2 separate regions of the Macaca mulatta genome follow, and region 1 is linked to region 2. Evidence: chromatin contacts called from public Hi-C data. All regions are on one chromosome and are shown on one strand. The core of a region is the stretch at or near the end of the contact, and the rest is flanking DNA. Distances in the headings are between cores, read along the strand shown.

Region 1 (5,695 bases), core at 1,916-4,415, 280 kb before region 2:
TCTGACCCAACACTAGCTACCAGAGAGGTTTCCCTAAAAGGCAAAAAGACCAAGCCTTTCCCCTGCTTAGAACCTTCCCTGGCTTCCCATTCCTTTTAGGGTAACGTGCAAACTGCACACCGTGATCCAGGCCCTGCTGACTCACCTGCTGGGCATCCCCTCATTCTTCAGACTCTTGGGTTAGTTCTTTAGGGCTGTCATTCCACAGGTCACTTTACATTCCTTACCATATAGCATCCATTTTCCCCCACACCCTTCTGACTCTTGGCTGCCTGATGGACTCTTAGTCTTTTTCCACCACTGCTCTCAAATACGCAGAGGTGCATCTGGTCATATACCTGTAGGTGATGAAGAGAAGCAGAAAGAGAGGTTGGGGAGACAGAATGGGAGGGAGAGAGGGAGGAAGACAGAGAAGAGAGGATAGGAGGGAGAAAGGAAGGGAGGAAGACAAAGAGGGGAAGAGAAAGACAGAAGAGGGGAGAGTAAGAGAGGGGAGGGAATAAGAGGGATAAAGAAAGAGAGGAAGAGAAACAAGCAGAGAGAGATGGGAAGGGTGAGAGAGAGAGATTGAGGGAAGAGAAGGGAGGGGAGGGGAAAGGAAAGAAGGGAAGGAGAGAGGAGAGAGATAGGGAGGAAGAGAGGAAAATAGAAGGAGATATCTAAAACGATATTTGCCCACTCCCCAAAAATGTTAAGTTATTCCCCTTGGGGGGAAGAACTTTGGAAGTTATGCTTTCAATTTTGTATTTTAAAATTGTTTGTATTTTTAGTCCACTTACAGATAAACTTTTTCCAAGCAGCATACAACAACAAGAAAGTAACATTCAAATATTACCAGGTCACTTCAGCTGTGAATGCTTTTCAGGACCCCCCTTTTTTCTTCCATAATTATGCACACCTCCCCTTCCACCCACCCGCCCCAAATGGAGGGGTGTAGCCAGCCACCTGGGAGTTGTTGAAGGACAGAGCCTGTGTCTTATCTTCCTGGTCTCCAATGTCCTGCACCGAACGCAGCCAGGACAAGCTGGGCCTTGTAAGTGTTGGTTTAATGACCAGAGGCAGGAAACCCATTATAACACCATGCATTGTCCAGGTTAAATAATGGAAAGGATTATTACAGCAATGATGCTGCAATGTACTCTTAATTCACCATGGCAATGAGGAGCATGGGGACAGCTCATGTCACCAAGCTGGGGATCATCAAAAGGTAATTTTCCCTTCTGTGGACCACCATGCCCTCTTTGTGTTTTAGTTATTTGCGATTCCCTATGCATACACCACGCCCACACCCACATACATACACCTTTTTTCTTTTTCTTTTTAGGGCAGGGGCACTGACTCGAATCTCAATCATATCTGGTTGGAGTTGATCACACAACCAGCTAGTTTCTTGACACAGGTGATGAACCTCCAGTGAGCAGCTGTTCTCGAAGCGTGGGCCCCATTATTTGCAGCCTCAGCATTGCTGCCTGAGAACTTGTTAGAAAGGCACATTTTGGGGTCCACCTCTGAATCAGAAACTTTAGGTTGGTGTCCAGAAATCTACATTTCCACAAGTCTTTCAGGCGATTCTGATGCATCCTCAAGCTTAAGGATCACCAGCCCGAAAGGGGACTCAGGTGCTTGGGTTCCAATTCTGGCTGTGCTGCTTGTTGGCTGTCCCACCTCGGGCAAGTCCCCTCACCTCTTCATGTGTCTGCGTCCTCATCTGTAATATGGGCACATCTACAGTGCCCATCTCATAGGGTGTGTCAGGATGGGCGAAGAGCAGTCGAACAACTCCCACACTTAGTCCCAGCAGATGTTACCTGGTACCATATTTCGTGGAGTAGAAGCTGCCTTTGATCATCAGACTCACCCGGAATTCACACAGTAAATATAGGGCATAAGTCTGCCTTAAAACAGTGTTTCTCAAACTTCAATGTGCACACGAATCACCCAGGAATGTTGTTAAAAGGTAGGCTCTGATTCAGTAGGGCCGAGGCCAGAGACGCTGCATTTTTAGCAAGCTCTTATGTAGGAGGATGCTGCTGGTCCCTGGACCATGCTTTGTGTATGGATTGGATCCAGCACCTGGGTCTCACAGTGGGCTCACATGATGTGCTGGCAATGGTCATAGACTGGTCCTGGGAGAGGGTGGTGGAACAGGATGTGGTTCATTTTGCTCATTCCTCTCTGGCCAAAGGACAGAAAGCCTTGGCATAAGAACTGGAGACATGCTTTGAGCTCCTTGTAAGTCCACCCACTGGCCGAAAGGAAGTCCTTTGATCTCAGCATCCTCATCTGCCAAAGTAGACCACTCAGTGCCCACGAAATAGACCACTTAGTGCTCACCAAGTCCATTCCAAGGGCAAATGGGGAGAATCAAATACCCATGTTCTCCATGAGTGAATTAATGATACATCTTTCCTTGGGACCGTGGTTTTTCCAGAGTTTAAAAATAGTGAAATGATGTGGAAATTTAAAGGCATCAGGACAAGGCATTGCTGGTGAAGTTGGCTAATTATTACATTACTATGTGATCATCATTATTAGTGTGAGTGATAAGCCCTGCACTGTAATTCTCTTTTGAGCACCAGTCCTAGGAGTGGCCAGTCCTTACAGTCATCCTGGAATTCTGATGGTTCCAGGGGACACCTGTCAGGCCACCCTCCTGAGTGGGCTTAGCATACTGAGGGCCATGCAGAGGGAGCCCTGGTTGTGTCCTCAAAGCCTCATTACTACAACCATCGTATTTGCAGCCACTCTTTGATTTCAAGGCACTGCTCACTTCCAAGGGGACGTGACAGGGCTAGAGAGAGAAGGGGTCATGGACGCTCATTTCCAGAATGAACAAAGAACACTTATGAGGGAGAGGAAAAATACCTCTTGACCGCCCCCGACATGTGTGTGCACAAATACACACACAAACACACACATACACACATGCATGCACATGCACACACATACACATGCACGCACGTGCGCATTCACACACACACACATACACACACACACACACACACACACACACACACACACACACAGGCTGCCCCAGCCTGCATGTCACCATCAATCAGCGCCTTCCCACTTGCCGTTTGCAGGCAGAGTTCCCTACAGATGTGCTTGGGGGCTGGGAGAAGGAGAAGGTGGAGCTGGGGCTGGGGAGGGAGGGGAGGTAGAGATGTCCTCAAAGAGTTAAAACCTTGCCTCACCAGACTGTGAATCCTCCTCGACTCTCCCCCACCCCCATCCCCCTCAATCCAGCCAAACAACAGCTTGACATTTTCCATCCTTCACGAGAAAGACAAAGACGGGAAGATATTCCCATGATCCCTTTCTGCATGCCTAACCGTGAGCTCAGGTGCCGTAGCGTTTGCCCTGCGCCGGCCCCATCAACATGAAGGGCGAACTCATCCTTTCTGCATCTTTTTCTCGCCACTGCTTGATTAATTGGCTGACTACTACGCCGGCGGAATACCTAATGCCTTTCCTTCCCCTATTCTTCCTTCACAGTTTTTTTTCCTCCTTTGCACCATTTACATATACTTTATATTCCATAATTTTCACCCAAAAAGAAAAAAAAAAGAGCGGGCCCATCTCAGTAATTTGATGTAATGACGGCATGTCACCAAAAAGAGGAATTAGAAAAATCTGTAGGTATTTAATTTATTCTTGTTTTTTTTTTTTTTTTTTTTCAAGTAGAGCTCTCTGAGAAAAGCATTAATATTCATGGGCAAGAGAAAAAAGTATACTCAATAGGAAAATTCCAGATTTTTTTAGGGGTGGGGAGGCAGCTAAATTCAATGCATTTTTAAGCACCATTATTTAACTAATAGTGCCTGAGTCCCTCTGGCCCTAGTTCCTCCCTTTCAATGAAAATAAGTGGGTTTTAGTTTGCCTTCAAGGGTTATGTGTGTTGGGCTCACACCCACGCTGTTGAAGCAGGAAAGCTGGGTTCTGTGTTTTCCTCCCCTCCTGGGAGGACTCAAATGAAGAAGAAAAACATAAATAAAGGCATTTCAGAGTCCCAGGGCTGGAGTTTTGGTTCTCCTTCAGCCTCCCCTGTTGGCTGTCATAGTTTTCTGATGGCTCTACAGAGGCAACAATTTCCTTGAGGTTTCCAGCTAGACCACCCGCTTCCTGTTAACTTGGATTTGGGTTTTGTGCTATTAATTAACTACTTGGTTATCAAAGTTAAGTGTTGAGTTATACCATAATCATGATAGCTACCAATGAAGCAGGAAATAAAATAACAAAGCATCAGACAGATGCCATAAATGTGAGACCTGGGAATGGGAGCAGTCTTTCTCTCTCCAAGGAAGGTCTTTCCAAATGGTCCCAGGGTGTGTGGCTCTCCTAGTAACAGTGACGTTGGAGGCATCTGAGGAGTCAACTCAGTCTAGTAGGAAGATGAGTTCTCAGCCATGGGGACCTAAATGCCCGCTTTCATCTTAATCAGTGGGATCGAAAACATGTATGAGTTTATGGGTCCTGAGTCTAAATCATTTGCCGATTGTGCTAATAAAAATTATTATTAGCATAATGATTACAATAAGCAATTCTATGTACTATTAATTTTTCTTTATTTTTAAATGGAGTTATAACTTACAGTAAGCTGCACGAATCTTATGTGCAGCGTAATGGATATTTACCCATGTTTGTACTTTACACAGATCAATATATAGAACATTTCGGACACCCTAGAAGGATTTCTTGTGCCACTCAAGTCAATGCACACCTCCTCAAAGATAGCCACTCTTCTGGCTTCTGGCACATAGATTCATTTTGCCGGTTCTTGAACTTTAAACAGATGAAATTATACAGCGTATACTATTGTGTGTTGAGGCTTTTTCTTAAAAACAACGTTTTGGGGACTGATCCATGTTGTGACGTGTCGCGGTAGTTCATTGTTATCATTGCTGTGCAATATTCCAATGCATAAACGCTTTAGAATTCAATTATCAATTTTCCTGTGGATGGCTATTTGGGCTGTTTCCAGTTTGGCCTACTTTGAGTCAAGCAGGCATGAACACCCTCCTCTACGCCTTTGGGGAAATAAAAGCTCTCATTTCTCCTTGGAATACACCCAGGAATGGGATATCTGGTCACAGGGTAAATAGACCTGTAGCTTTAGTAGAAACTGCCAAACAGTTTTCAAAGTGGTTGCGCCAATTTACACTTCCACCAGCAGTGGCTGGGGTTCCAGTGGCTCCGTATCTTCACCAACTCTTGGGATCACTGTCATTTCCTTGACCTTTAGCTATTGTTATGGGTGTAGGAGGGGCAAGAAGGAACCTTGGCAGAAACCAAGCAAGGAGAAAACAAAGGATGCTTACTCAGCAAGACACAGATAAGAGAATCAGAGACACACACACGCAGAGAAAGAGGAAAACAGCCAGAAAGAACCAGAGAAATACAGGTGGAAACGCAGACAGAGGAAAACTTTGAGAGCAAGGTAAATGGATGGGGAAATGAGCCCAGAAAAGAGAAAAAGAAGAGAGAAAAGAAAAATGGAAAAGGTGAAGCTGAAAGGGAAAGACGAAAAGTTGATAGAGGAGAGAAAAGCAGGCAAGAGAAAGGAGGAGAGAATGAACAACCCTGGGTGACCAGCCAGGGGAACAGGGCAAGTGCAGAAATTGGTCTCTTGGTATTTTATGAAACATAGCCTTTTCTTTCTTTCTTTTTTTTAAAGTGCTTCTTGATATTTTTATGT
Region 2 (5,130 bases), core at 1,865-4,364:
CATAACCACGCTTGCCTAGAAAAAGTGTTGCTTATGAAACCCGATGAGGATTAAATATATACACGTACATTTAATGTTCTAATCTTGGGAAAATTGTTTAGTACTAGGACAGTTTCTAACTGGTGAACTGCTACTCATCTCACAAGGCCCAGCTCACACTGCCCTTCTTCAGGGACATCTCCCTTACCCAGCATGCCCAGATTTAAGGCAGTGGGCTCCTTTCTTTATTTTCTTAAGGCATTAATTCATTTCCAAGTTGGAAAACTCATCTGTTAGTTATCTCCCTATCATACCAGACGCGGTGCTCCTTGAAGGCTGAAGCCATGATGTTTACTGCTGATTCCCCGGCTCCTTACAGAATACATGGTACATAGTAGGTGCTCAATAATTGCCTGCTGAAAAGCCAGATGAATGAATGACGCTCGTGCCAGCTCCCTTTATTCAAGTAAGGGCTTCCGAAAGCGTGTGTGTAATTCCCAGCTATAAATTGAATCGTATTTTTAAATGCACTAGGGGGGACTTGCTATTTAAAGAAACCGTGATGTAAATCCTTTTTATAAAATGAAGACATCTTGAGTAATGCGAATAATTGCTCCTTGACATATCTGTTTATAAGTTGGTATATTTAAGGATCAGAGAGACGGATGCCTTTTTAAAAAATTCACTTGACAAATATTTGTGAAGCATGCTCTGTGCCAAACTGGGTGTTGGAAGTGGGCATGATTGCAGTGTGGCCCCAACCCTTAAGGACTCACAAGCTCAGGTCCATTCATTGGTAGTGTTGCCTTGGGGATCTGGGGACAAGCGTCAGCCTGCTAAGGTATAATCTTGCGTTCTCTGCTTTCTAGCTGTGTGTCCCTGGGCCACTTACTTAACCTCTCTGAACCTCAACTGTCATGTGTGTCAGCTGATGGTGATAAAGGTGCTCACCTCCTACCAGTCATGAAGATAGAATAAGACAGTGCATGTAAACTGATTGGAAAATCGCCTGGCCTAATACGTATTTGCTTTTATCATTAGAAGGTGAGGTGGGGAAGTGTCCGTGTGGAGTGCACACCATGGGAAAGCTTCTGCCACTAGAGTCCTGATGATCTTTATGGCTTTACCTCTTCCTAAGAGCTACAGGACTCAGCCTCAGTTTCTCCATCTGCACAATGAGGGCAGTAATACTTACAAAATGAAGACATGCTGAACTCTAAGAAAAGTAGGTATATTTAGTGTTTCAAAGACAATTTAAGAAATTACAATCATTCTTTCTGTTTTAGCAGGCAGAAGATGATTAATGTAAGCCCGTTCCCATTTCCCCCTCAACTCCCCACTCTCTGCACATGGAAGAGGATTTTAGCTTAGAAGGGTGATATTTTTCTCCCTAATGGATGCCTTTTGGTAGAGCTTCTATGGATGTGTCCAGCTCTGAGCTGAGGGGCCCCATAGAGGCGTGTGTCAACGGAGTGATGGAAGTGCCTGTTGTTTGCACAGGCTGAACGCACAGGAGAAGGTGGCTGTTCATTTGTACTAGTGCCTGTGGAAGACAGACCAGCCTCAGTTTTAGATATAGGATAACAATGTTAGATGTAGATAATAATCTTTTGCTCCCATTTTGCGGATGGGAAAACTGAGGTCCTGCAGCTGTTCAGAAGAAGCAGAACCACACCAATCTGCAATGTAGGAAAATTCCAGGTTGGAAAATACCTCCGACAGTGGGTGTCTCCCTTTACAAAACTGCAGCTCTCTTGGAGGATGGTTTCATTACGGGGCATGGGAGAGCCTTTAGTGTCCAATTGTGGCCCTGCTGAGGGCAGAAGATTGGACTGGGGTTGACAGATGGGATGGGGGTGTTAGAAAATCAGGAGTGAGGAGGCTGCAAGCTGGTGTCCCAGTGTGAGTTCCATTCGAGGCAGTTTCCTAAAAATAGTCCTGCTGTGGACTATGAACAGATGAGCGTCACCTCCAGTGCCTGGCCCCAGGCTGCTGAGTGGACCCTATGAGACAAGGGCTCTCTGAGGCCATCTAGCACCTCCCTTCCCTCTGAACCTACAGATGAGCTAAAAGACTGGCTAGGGCCACCCATTGAGTGAGCGAGATTAGGCACCCAGGGCTCATACCTCACTGGTTCTCCTTGAATCCTCATAATGGCTTGAAACTTCAGGTGCATTTCGTCCCTTATTCTGTATTTAACAAACACAGAACATTTGTCATCTGCCAGCTCTCGGTGCTTTCTACACTTAGCTCATGTCATCCTGATCAGAGTGACCCTTTAAAATAGGTACTATTAGTATCCCCATTTCACGGATGTATTAACTGAGACATACAGAGTTAAATCCTTGGTCCAGCACACAAAGCTAGTGAGCTGCAAGCTGGGCCCAGGGTCTCTGCTTCTAATGACCTCACTATGCCACTTAGCCTCTTGTGAAGAGGAACTCATTCCCTTTAGACTTCTCTTTCATTTTCTTCTGATTTCATCAAGAAGAAAGTCTCAACTTGGTGTTAGTCTGCCTTTGACACTTTTCCAATGCTTACTAATATTTTTTAACAAAGAGAGAGCAGGCCTCAGGCTCTGTGCCTTCCTGGCAACTGTGTCTAACGGGAAGTGTTACGAGGGTAGTATGTCCAAGGGTAACTTTGGGAAACGCTGTCTTTTGTAGAAATAGATTTTGAGGGATGCTGAGACTTGCACAAGGTCTCTGAACAGGCAGGTCACTCAACAAGAAGTAAAAAAAAAAATGGTCTTTTTGACCACCTGCTGTCTTGAGCTTTTTCAATCCAATTCAGTTCAAAACCGATTCAACAAACAGCTTTAGAATGACTGGCAAGAGGCATAACGCATATGTGAATACTGTGAGAATCATAAACGTTATACAAATGTAATGGATCATGAACGCATTATTTTTTTTATTGGGGGAACTTATTCCTTTAGCTATACTTCTTTTCCTGCAGATACTTTTAGCCCGAAAGGGTTACAATCCCAAGGAAAGCTTTTTCATAAGCACAAAGAACTAATATTAGCAGATTGGGGTTTCTGTAAATATTCATTGTAATCTGTGACTTGGTGAGCATCAAATTCCACCCTCCCGAAAGCTGCACATTTATAACTTGTGAATTCATAAATATTTACGAATTCACACAATCATCACTGACAAATTATTTCATCTGACAGCTCCACACAGGCTCAGCCTGGTTTTGTGAAATTCTGATCAAATCTCGCGTAAACTTCCCGGGTGACAAGCAGAGAGCGAACACAGCTAAAATCACACCAGATCCTGCAGAATCTAGTGGGTCAGTAACCGATATTTACAACAACAGTAACAGCAACAACTTCAACAAGAGAGATTTTGTTTTATGATGGGCTGCCAGATGTTCTCAACAACTGTACATATATTTATAGAGACAAGTCCAAATCTTTGAAGGTGTCAAAAAATGGGGTCTTGTCAGGAAGAGGGAGATGAGCTTGGAATCTGGACAAGCTGGGTTTGAATTCAGAGTTGGCTATCGAGATCTGTGCGTTCTGTAACAGGTTTTCACACCTTGCTGAGCCTCAGTTTCTCAGGTTTGAATTCAGGAAAATAAAAGAAGCAACATAATAGGATTACTAGAGTGAAACTCTTGGCCCAGGGTCTGCCACATAGTAGGCAGCTCAATACATGTTGGTTTTTTTTTATTACTGTGGCAATAATAGTTTCAGTCATCGTGATTTCCAGCATGACCAGGTTTTCAGTGGGTTTGAATGTAGGCAGAGGAAGAATTGCTTCAAAGTCCTTTTCCTGTGTTTCTCCCTAACGTTGCTTGGGAACATGTTTCTGTGGGGTTTTCACTGTGGCCCCAGAAGTAAATCATGGGTCTCCCACGCAAAGACTGCAGGACACCCTAAGCATCCATCTACCAGTTGGACTTATTCTTTCATTCATGTACCTTTGCAAGGACGATAAATAACTTGCCTTTTTATTTTACTTGTTTCCAATTTGGTCATTGAACACCATGCTGGTGAATATGAGTTTGCTTCCAGACGAGTCGGAAAAACTCTCTTTTTGTCACTCTTGTTTCCTTCATAGCACTTACCAATTGAAACACTAATGTCTTTACTTTTTTCTTATTGACTGTCTCTGTCCACTCACTCTGAAGTCTGCAAAGGCAGGATCTCAACTGCCTTACCATGGATGGGTGGGTGGATGGATGGATGGATGGATGGATGGATGGATGGATGGATGGAGGGATGGATGGATGGATGGATGATGGTTGGATGGATAGGAAAGAGCGAAAGAGGGAGGAGAAAAGTGGGAAAGAAAGGAAGAGAGGAAAGGAAGGAGAAAGCAACAAAGGAAAAAAGGGAGAAAGAAAAAGAGAATAAAGGAAATGAAAAACTCCCACCATTGCTGACCAGGGTTGAATAAGGAGACCTCAAGCCATGTCTGGAGGAGAAAATCTGACTCTGGTGATGAAAGCTAGGTCTGCCTGTGGCTTAGCTTGGCCCTGGCAGATAGAAGCAGTCCAATTTATTACCATGATTATGGTTTAGCTTTGACTCAATACCGGGCACTGGAGTCCTGCTGGGGTAGCTATAAAGGCTGGATCAGACCACGCTATTCCTTGGCTTAAAATATCTAGTAGCTTTCCATAGTGTCCCACATAGCTCTGGTTATCCCACGTGCCCCTGCCTCCGTGGCTGCCCTGGACACCTTCTATTTTTTGAACAAATCCATCTCATTCTCATCTCAGGGTTCTTGCACTTGCTGTTTCCTCTGCCTAAAACCTGACCCCACCCTGCCAGTTCTTCCCTCTATCTGTACTCATCACCCTTTACCCAATCACTCTCTTTTTGTTACTCTTGTTTCCTTCATAGCACTTACCAATTGAAACGCTAATGTCTTTACTTTTTTCTTATTTACTGTCTCTGTCCACTCACTCTGAAGTCTGCAAAGGCAGGATCTCAATTGCCTTACCATGGATGGGTGGGTGGGTGGATGGATGGATGGATGGATGGATAATGGTTGGATGGATAGGAGAGAGGGAAGGAGGAAGGAGAAAAGTGGGAAAGAAAGGAATAGAGGAAAGGAAGGGGAAAGGAAGAAAGGAAAAGAGGGAGAAAGAAAAAGGGAATAAAGGAAATGAAAAAAACAAGATGGAAGGATGAAT

What was found. Hi-C and Micro-C count contacts between places; a contact is called where the count stands out from the background.
Region 1: a Hi-C map of fetal cortical plate shows a contact between it and region 2, with 2.2 times the contacts expected there. The contact joins two enhancer-like sites. A contact is called at or near these places in 2 of 14 Hi-C or Micro-C datasets (fetal cortex germinal zone and fetal cortical plate).

Annotation. Positions count from the first base shown.
Region 1 is chr10:24,545,186-24,550,880 of T2T-MMU8v2.0, reverse strand. No RefSeq gene overlaps it. Among named protein-coding and RNA genes, the nearest start is that of CRYBA4, 390 kb to the left of the region's middle. Within about 2 kb of position 3,165, at least 7 of the 40 cell types and tissues checked have an H3K27ac peak or open chromatin away from gene starts, as enhancers often do. A contact at or near this core is called in fetal cortical plate, where this site is marked.
Region 2 is chr10:24,268,530-24,273,659 of T2T-MMU8v2.0, reverse strand. No RefSeq gene overlaps it. Among named protein-coding and RNA genes, the nearest start is that of MN1, 500 kb to the right of the region's middle. Within about 2 kb of position 3,114, at least 3 of the 40 cell types and tissues checked have an H3K27ac peak or open chromatin away from gene starts, as enhancers often do. A contact at or near this core is called in fetal cortical plate, where this site is marked.